Linked DNA regions of Sus scrofa: region 2 is linked to region 1. A link is a contact called in public Hi-C data. All regions are on one chromosome and are shown on one strand. Each heading gives the region's core, a stretch centred on a gene start, on an enhancer-like site or on the middle of the called end of the contact. The rest is flanking DNA. Distances are from core to core; before and after follow the strand shown. Region 1 holds the start of LOC106504796 (basic proline-rich protein-like). Region 2 has its middle 34 kb from the start of SEPT9.

The links. A called contact is a pair of places that touch in the nucleus more often than the background predicts.
Region 2: a contact with region 1 is called in a Hi-C map of liver, with 7 times the contacts expected there. The contact joins the enhancer-like site here to the promoter of LOC106504796 in region 1. A contact is called at or near these places in 11 of 47 Hi-C or Micro-C datasets (alveolar macrophages, blood, embryonic fibroblasts and 6 more) and 2 of 2 datasets of contacts at active chromatin or transcription factors (alveolar macrophages and skeletal muscle).

What each region holds. Positions count from the first base shown.
Region 1 is chr12:4,310,657-4,314,399 of Sscrofa11.1, forward strand. LOC106504796 (basic proline-rich protein-like) reads right to left here and starts at 1,290. Exons shown (of 2, transcript XR_002336965.1): 1 at 1,188-1,290. The region is part of intron 3 of SEPT9 (septin-9); the gene reads right to left.
Region 2 is chr12:4,379,769-4,383,780 of Sscrofa11.1, forward strand. No RefSeq gene overlaps it. Among named protein-coding and RNA genes, the nearest start is that of SEPT9, 34 kb to the left of the region's middle. Within about 2 kb of position 2,578, at least 8 of the 83 cell types and tissues checked have an H3K27ac peak or open chromatin away from gene starts, as enhancers often do. A contact at or near this core is called in fetal liver, liver and skeletal muscle, where this site is marked.

The sequences.
Region 1 (3,743 bases), core at 40-2,539:
GTTCCAAACACCAGGGCAGCTGAGCGGCTGGGAGAAGAGGAGAAACACCGGGCCGCTCCTTCCCAACTGGACCTTTCTTCCGTCTCATCTTTCCACGGCACCTTGGGCTCCCCCCCATTCCAGCCTAAGCTCCGGGGCAGGGATGCAGCCCAGGCCCCGGGCCCCAGCCCTGGGCACAGTGCAGGCGAGCGCCACACACACAGTTCACATACAAACTGCCACCAACTGTGGGGCCTCAGGCAACTGACGGGAGCTCCCAGTGCCTCGACGTCCTCACCTGGAAAATGGGATGAGTGTCCAGAAGCTAGCCTGACCCTGGTGGGCTCGTTATCATCAAGTACTCAGCCTGAGACAAGGATTTCCCCAGGTGCCCCCACAGGGATCTGGACTGGAGACTCCCCCAGTGCCGAGTCCCCTCCGGAAGGGAAGATGCCCGCAGCGTCTGGTCAGCCCAGGGGCGAGGGAGGGGCACCAAGAGAGGAGTCTGGACAGGCAGGAGGAAGGAAGGGCCAGCAAGAGGGCCCACCCAAGGCCCCACGGGCCACGCCACGGGAAGGGGCCTCAGCCCCACCAAGCCTCATCTGGGTGGCTGCACATCTCAACGTTCTCGGACCTTCTGGGTCCAAACAGTATCACCCGCCCCAGAGCCTGAGGTCTGGCCGGGCTCGAAGGCTCAGGTGGAGCGTCCGTTCAACATGGGGGCCAGGGGCCCAGGCACTAAGACCACGGGCCAGGGGACCCTGCCACCTGCAGAGAGCAGAGCACAACCACCTGCCCGGAACAAGCACAGGTAAGGTGCGAGGACTTGGGCGGAGGCAAACTTGCTGCTAAATTAAATATCAAGGAAATCCGCGGTTTCCAACTCGCTGACCCAGGCCCTCTCTCCTGAACAGAAAGCCTGCTTGCTGAGCCGCTAAATAAACCACCCCCTCCCCGCAGAGCTGGGACAGGGATTTGTGGTCCCGTCCCTGCACCAGCTCATCCCCGCGGCCGTCCTGCAGCCACCCTCCCGAAAGAGAAAGAGGCGGGAGTGGCCAGCCACCACCCCCACGGCCACCACAGGAAGAAGTGGGGCTGTCCCTCCCCCGCCAGCCTAGCTCCTCCTCCCCCCATCGCAGCCTCCCCAGCCACGCCCCACTCCGGAAAACCACGGCGCCCAGGTCCTGGGGCACCCAGCCCTAACTCACCTCGCAGGGACTTGGGGCGGTGGTGCCTGAAATCCAAGCAGATGGTGGAGGCGGCGGCTGCAGGGCCCTGTTTCAGGAGGTGTCTCAAGCCTCTGTAACCTGAGCCCTGGGTCCTCACCGAGCCTGCTCTTCCTATCAGGCACCAGCTGGGCATTAGTCAGCAGGTGAGCTGGCAGGGAGCCCCGGGCCTCAGGAAGGCCTGCCCGTTAGACCGGAACTAAGGAGGAGGGGCCATCCTGGGGGTGAAAATAGAGTCCCCTCCTGGGCTGGGCTGCTGGACTGTGTAGGGCAGAAGTCACAGGGGTCGCATCAGGAATCAGGCATGCCCTGGGGTCACCAGTGACATCAGCGACTACAGGTGTTACCTCCCCCACTAACTAGGCCACTGGGGGGCTCAGAGGCAGGGAGGGGCTGGCCACCCCCTAGCTCCCTCGGAGGTGACAGCCAGCCTTCCCCATGACCCCGCCGTGGTCTCCTTGGTCAACTTTCTGCTTCTAACCCCCCAGCCACAAGGGCCTCGTCTCAGTCCACATGCCCCACGCGGCCTGTCCCACAGCACAGTCCAGAAGGCAGGACCATGGATCTCAAATGATGGCCAGGGCCCAGCTGAGCTGAGGCCACCCAGAACCGAACCTGCAGTCTGCCAGCTCAGGGAGCCCCGAGAAGGAGAGAGCTTTGGGCAGGGCATCTGGAGACCTCAGTGGGGCAGAGTGGGCAGTGCCGGAGGCCAGCTGGTCAGCAGGCCCAAGCGGGCAGGGCCGCCCCCCACCCCCCGCCGTCAGCAGGGCAGGGCCAGCCCAGGCCCCAGCCCTGGACCCATGAGAGGCTGCCCTGCAGCGGGACTCTCAGTGGAGCCCGGCTGCTCCATCACCACCTATGTCCACTCCTGGGCAAGCCCACCCACTCCCACGTGCCCTGGGGACAGCCCGACCCGCGAGCCAGGGGCTCCAACGCGTGCGATCGTGGATGCCACCTCTTCCAGCAGGGGACCGGGCGTGAGGAGCAAACAGCAGCCCGGCCTGCCGCGTGCCAGGGGTGGGAGGTCACCTGAAATGTGTTCCTGGGGACCCGTGCCCCCGAGCGCCCACCCGCACTGGCCCTCTACTCACACAGGACAGAGCCATCTGGCTACACCGCAGCGGGCAGACCCACCGCACCCCCTGCTCCAGGCTTCACGGCCCGCACCTGACCCAGCGCAGGGGGCTCTCACTCTCACGGGGCCACCCCGACCCTCAGGATAAGAGGATTCGGGACCAGGAACTCTCAGATATTTGCGGGTGGGGAATAAAGCCTGGGGCACAGCGAAGAAAGGCCCCAGATGGACATGTGTGTTCATGTCTGTGTGTATTTTATTTTTAAGATAATAAACATTTGTGGACTCAACAAATGGCGTCGGTATACTTTTCCACTGACCACACCCGCCCCCCATCTGGTCGAAGGTCATCAGGAGCTCCCTGCCAGCTTCCAAGAGAAACATCCACCGTTTGCTGGCTCTGGAAAACTCTCTGCCCGCTGGAGGTAGACTAAGATCCCGTATCTTGCTCCACACCGAGGGTCAAGGCCTTTCTGATTTCATGACGTGGAGTTGGCAGATCCCTGCCGCCTCTGCCCCAGAGCACCAGGACCTTGGGGGACACTGCTCCGTCCTACCCCAGGGCCTTCCTGCCTCCTCTCTGTGCTGCGGCCACGGCCACGGCCCCTCCGCCGCCCCGCCCCGCTCCTCGGGGCTCAGGCTCCAGGCCCTTCTCTCTTCCAGTTACTCCAGCAAATAAATCATCGCGGGCCGGTCCGCCTGGAAAGCGGGCGGCACAGGAGGGCGCGCAGAAGTGGGTAAGAAGAACCCCTAGCGGGTACGAAGCACTCACGGTGTGCACAGCTCGACACTGATAGTAACTGTAGTAACAAAGCATCAGCCTTCCGGGCGGAGCCACGGCGCTCCAGGCCCTTCCGCCCACCCTCCCCGCAGAAGAGGGAACTGGTCCATACCGGGACACTGAGGCACCGAGAGGCGACCAGCCCCAGGCCTCAGGTCAAGATGGCAGGGCCAGAATTCGAACCCAGGCAGTCAGGCTCCCAGTCCCCGCCGTTCACACCAAAGTCACCCAGGAGGGACACGTTGATGGGTGGGGACTATGACCACCCTCCTTTGACAGACAGGGAAGCCCAGGCACCAGGCAGCCCCGGGGCCAGGACGGGGCCAGCGGCTCTGAGAGCGCGCAGATGCAGCCAGAGGTCCTGGTGAAGGGCTGGGTGCCCGGCTGGCAGGTGTGCCCTTGGGCTGCGGTCCCCATTCCAGGAGCGCTGCAAAGTCATGCCGGGTGGGCAGGACGGCCTCGGACCAGAGTCTCAAGGGCGCTCAATCGTGCTTCAAGGGACTCAGGACTGGAGGCGCCCTCCCCCCACCCCCAGGGCTGGCTCAGCTCCTGTCCCCTGCCCGCGTACCCACGGTCACGGTCACCGCTTCTCAGCAGGTACCCGGGAGCTCCCTGGCCCCTTTATTCCCACCCCCCTGCTCCCTTTGGATCTCTGGTGTGCAGGGGACCGGCCTCTCCCTGT
Region 2 (4,012 bases), core at 1,328-3,827, 70 kb after region 1:
TCTTTGAATCGAGAGGAAAGGGAGCGAAGGAGAGAAAATTTAAAAAAAAAAAAAAAAAGGAAGAAGAAGAAGGAGAAGGAGAGGCGGGAGCGCGGGCGGGACGTGGGCCTTGAAAAGCTCGCCGGGGGCTCCAGGGTCCTCCGGGCGGGCGAGGACCGCCGGCTGGCGGGGCTTTGTGCGCGGTGGCTCCAGAGGTGCGGCGCGGCTTCCGGCCTTCTCTCCACCCCCTCCAGCCCCTCCGCCCCGCGCTCCTCTCCTCTCGCTGCTCCTTTTTAATATCCACTTGGAGAAGCTTCACTTAAGCCTCTTGGAAACCAGCTCAGAGAGTCAAATTCCTGGCGACTTGCGAAGTCTTTCACTCCCGCCCCCTCGCCCCGCGATGCCGCGATTTCCTTTGGTTTAAAAAGCCTGGTTGCTGCCTGCCCGCCCCCGACCTCGGCCAGTCACCCCAACTCCGACCCAGCTGGAAGGAGGGGCAGCCGCACCCCAGGCCGGCGGCCGGGGGACCGGCCAGGAGGACACCTGAGGGGGATGAGCCCGGAGAAGTCACCCCTGCAGACACCCGGGTGTCCCTTCAGCCGCGGTGACAGAGGCAGCTGGCCGTCCCGCCCAAGTGGAGGGAGCGAGGGATGGAGACTTCCTGGAAGATTCCTACCACACGCTCATGAGTCAGTGAGTCTCCAGCTGTCCCGGGGAGCGAGCGCAGCTCCTTTGCCACCGACTTCCCCAGACTCAGCGCCTCTCTGGGCGGGGACACGGGGCCAGGCCAGGCTGGGGGCTCAGTGCTGCTCCCCGTGGTTCACCTGGCGACATGAGGGGCCAGCACGTGGTCAGAGTGAGGACTGGGGGCTGGGCTGGGGGCTGGGCTGGGGGGGCGGGTTGGGGGGATCCCCTCTGTCTTTAAGCTTCCTTCACCGCGAGGGTTCAAACTGGCAGCCCTCTGCCTGAGACACAGAAACGGGTTTTCTTCGCCTGACCCTGTTCAAAGAAAACGCGCATTCGTGCCAAAGTCGGGCGCGTGGGCAATTTCACCGAGGGCTCCAGGTTTTCCGCTTCTCTCGGGAAAGGGAGGGCATACGGCCACGTGGACGGAGCTTCCTGCCCGGACGAGCCTACCGGGCTGGTTGGAAGGGTGCTACCCCTTTAGATGAAGCCACGTTTTCTGGTTTGCTGTGGTTCCCACAGTCCCTTGACTCATTTTCATTATTTGCCGGCCCCTCCCCCAGGTGGCCTCTGAGTTTGCAGTCCCTCCCGCCCCACAGTCACATGGGCTGTGTCACAAGAGGCCCATGCACAGTTCTCTGTTGGATGGCACAAAGTCCTTGTCCCCTCTTGACCAGGCTCAGTCCCCAAAGCAATCTCCTAGGTAGCATGGCATCTTCTTGTGAGTGTGTACGGGGCAGCTGCGAGGAGGTGGGGGTGACATCTTCCGGGAGACACCAAACAGCAACCCCCACCCCCAGCAGAGCCTGGAGGACAGCTGCCTATGCTGCGAGGGAAGGTGGGGACAGAGATCCAGCCAAGGAGGACCCAGGGGCTCTGGGGGCACTGCGGGAGGCTGAATAACGGCCCCAGAGTTCTCACCGCCTAACCCCAGCACCTGTCAACGCGACCTTATGTGGAGAAAGAGTCCAGTTGCAGGTGGAATTAAATGAAGGATCATGAGACTGTCCTGGGTCCTTAACGCCATCTCCGAAGAGGGGGCAGAGGGAGATCCCCCTGCCACACACACACACACGAGGGGTGCACAGACAGAGCAGAGAGACTGAAGATGCTGGCCTTGAAGACTAGAGGGACAAGCCACAAGCCCAGAAGGCGGGCGGCCCCCAGAAACTGGAAGAGGCAGGGAACAGCTTCTCCCCCAGAGCCTCTGGGGGGAACAGGCCCTGCTGCGACCTGGACTTCAGACTTCCGGCCTCCAGAACTGTGAGAGGACAGATTTCTGTTGATTTAAGCCACCAAGGTGGCGGTCATTTGTCACAGCCGCCACAGGACTCTCCAAGAGGCACCACAGACCCCCCTGTATGATTTCACTTCATTCTAAAACATCGCATTCCACCAACCCCCGACAGGCGCTGAGTTAGAACAATGGGAATCATGAAAGGGTTTTGACTGATTTAACCTCTTTTCTGATTTCGAAAAAATAAAATCCTATTGTCTTATCTGATTATAAATGTAGTATATATGCAGTGTATTAAATTTAGCAACTATAGAACACGTATAAAGAAGAAACCCCTCTAATGCCATAGGGGACTCCCCAGTACCAATTCCCGCTGCAGGGAGCAGGTCCAGGAAGGCCCCAGGAGCTGGCAGACCCAGGCCAGGCCATGGGGGGCGTGGGGAGGAGGACAGCAGGCTGGGCCAGGCCGAGGAGCCTGCCACCCCGACTACCTCCCGCGGGCGCTGGCTGCTGCACAGGCGCTGGATTTTCTTGCTGTGGTTGGTGCAGCTGCTGAGCACAGCTTTGACCCTGGGCTTTCCCTCCCCCACCCCAGCCCGGCACAGTCTGGCTCAATGTCCATTCCCAACCATGCCTAAAACTCCAAGCATGCTGGCGCAAGCGGGGGATCATTTGAAACCAAAAACCTGGCAGCCCCCATTGGCCGTGTTAGTTCATGAGCTGAGCCGAGGCTGGACGCAGAGGCGGGGTGAGCCGGAGAGTGAGAGAAGGGCGCAGCCGACCCGCAGTGTTCACTGAGTCCACGCCGTGTCCCCAGCACCGGCCACTCAGGGGGCAACTGAATCCTGGCCTGAGTCCCCAAAGGGGGCTCCCCACGTGGCTCCTCCCTCCAGCAGAGCTCTGCGGTTTTGTAAAACTTTGTCCAGCTCTTCGCACGTAGCACAGAAAACCAGAGAGTGGTTCCAGGGAGTGGTTCCAGGGAGGGGCTGGCTTTTTAACCCGGCACTTTCCAAACTGAACCAACACCTGCCTTCGGCGGGGCGGTGGCGGGGGAGGGGGAGGCAGGAACCCCCAGGCCCCAGCTTTGGGGAGCCCTGCTGTGCCAGCCAGCAAGCCCCCGCTCCCAGCCACCCCAGCCTGCCCACATCCTGGGGTGGGCACCACTGCCTAGCAGCCCCCTCCAGACTGATCTAAAGGCAGTACCTCTGTCCTTCCCCCCCCCCCCACACAGACCTGAACCTGTGATCTGCATACTCCCGGCCCACCTTCTTTTTGATGTCGCTGTCACCAGCGGGAGGGCCCAGCTGCAGGGTAAGGAGGAAGAATGAGGCCTGCTTTATCTTTAAAGACACTGCCCCACCCCGTCCACAAAGCATCCAGCTGGTAGGGGGACACAAAAGTAAGAGACCACCCCAGTGAGCCCTGACTTCCAAGGGAGGCCTGGGTTGGGGGGTGCCCAGCAGCACAGAAAGGGGGCTAGAGCTCCAGGAGATTCTGACCCAGGCAGCAGGGGACCCAGGAAGGGGTTGCCGAGAGGGGCACAGCCTTGTTCCTGGAGCCTTCCAGGGAGGGGCCTGTGAGAAGGAGGGGGGAGAGGAATCACCCAAGGGGACACTTTCCTGGGCTCTGGGTTCGGATCTTGGGCCACCTCCCACCTCCCGCTCCCCTCAGGACTGGTAGAGGTACCTGCCACTTGTCTACAATTAGCTTCCAGCTATAGCGGGCGCCTATCTCTCTCTTTAAAAAGTGCCTTTCCCCTTCATTTCCTGCTCATCCCCAGACTCAAGCCCCGAAGTCTGCCTCCCTGAGTTAAAAATAAAGCAGCTCCATTCCCCCGGCCCGGCCCGCTGACCCTCCCGCAGCCACTGCTACTGTACCTGCCAGCAGAGCGGGCAGCCGGCCGAGACCCTCCAGGGCCGGCCCCAGTCTGGCCGCCTTCAACCTCCCAGAGCAAGACGAATTCCGGGCCTGGGGCCGGCTGCATTCCTCTCTGGAATCTTCGCTCCACTTTTTATTGTGCCTCAAGTTTCGGCTGTTCCTAAATAAATACGATCCGGCTACTCTGTGCTCTTGGGACGGCTGCAGGGTTTACTGGTGCAAACAGCCTGGGCC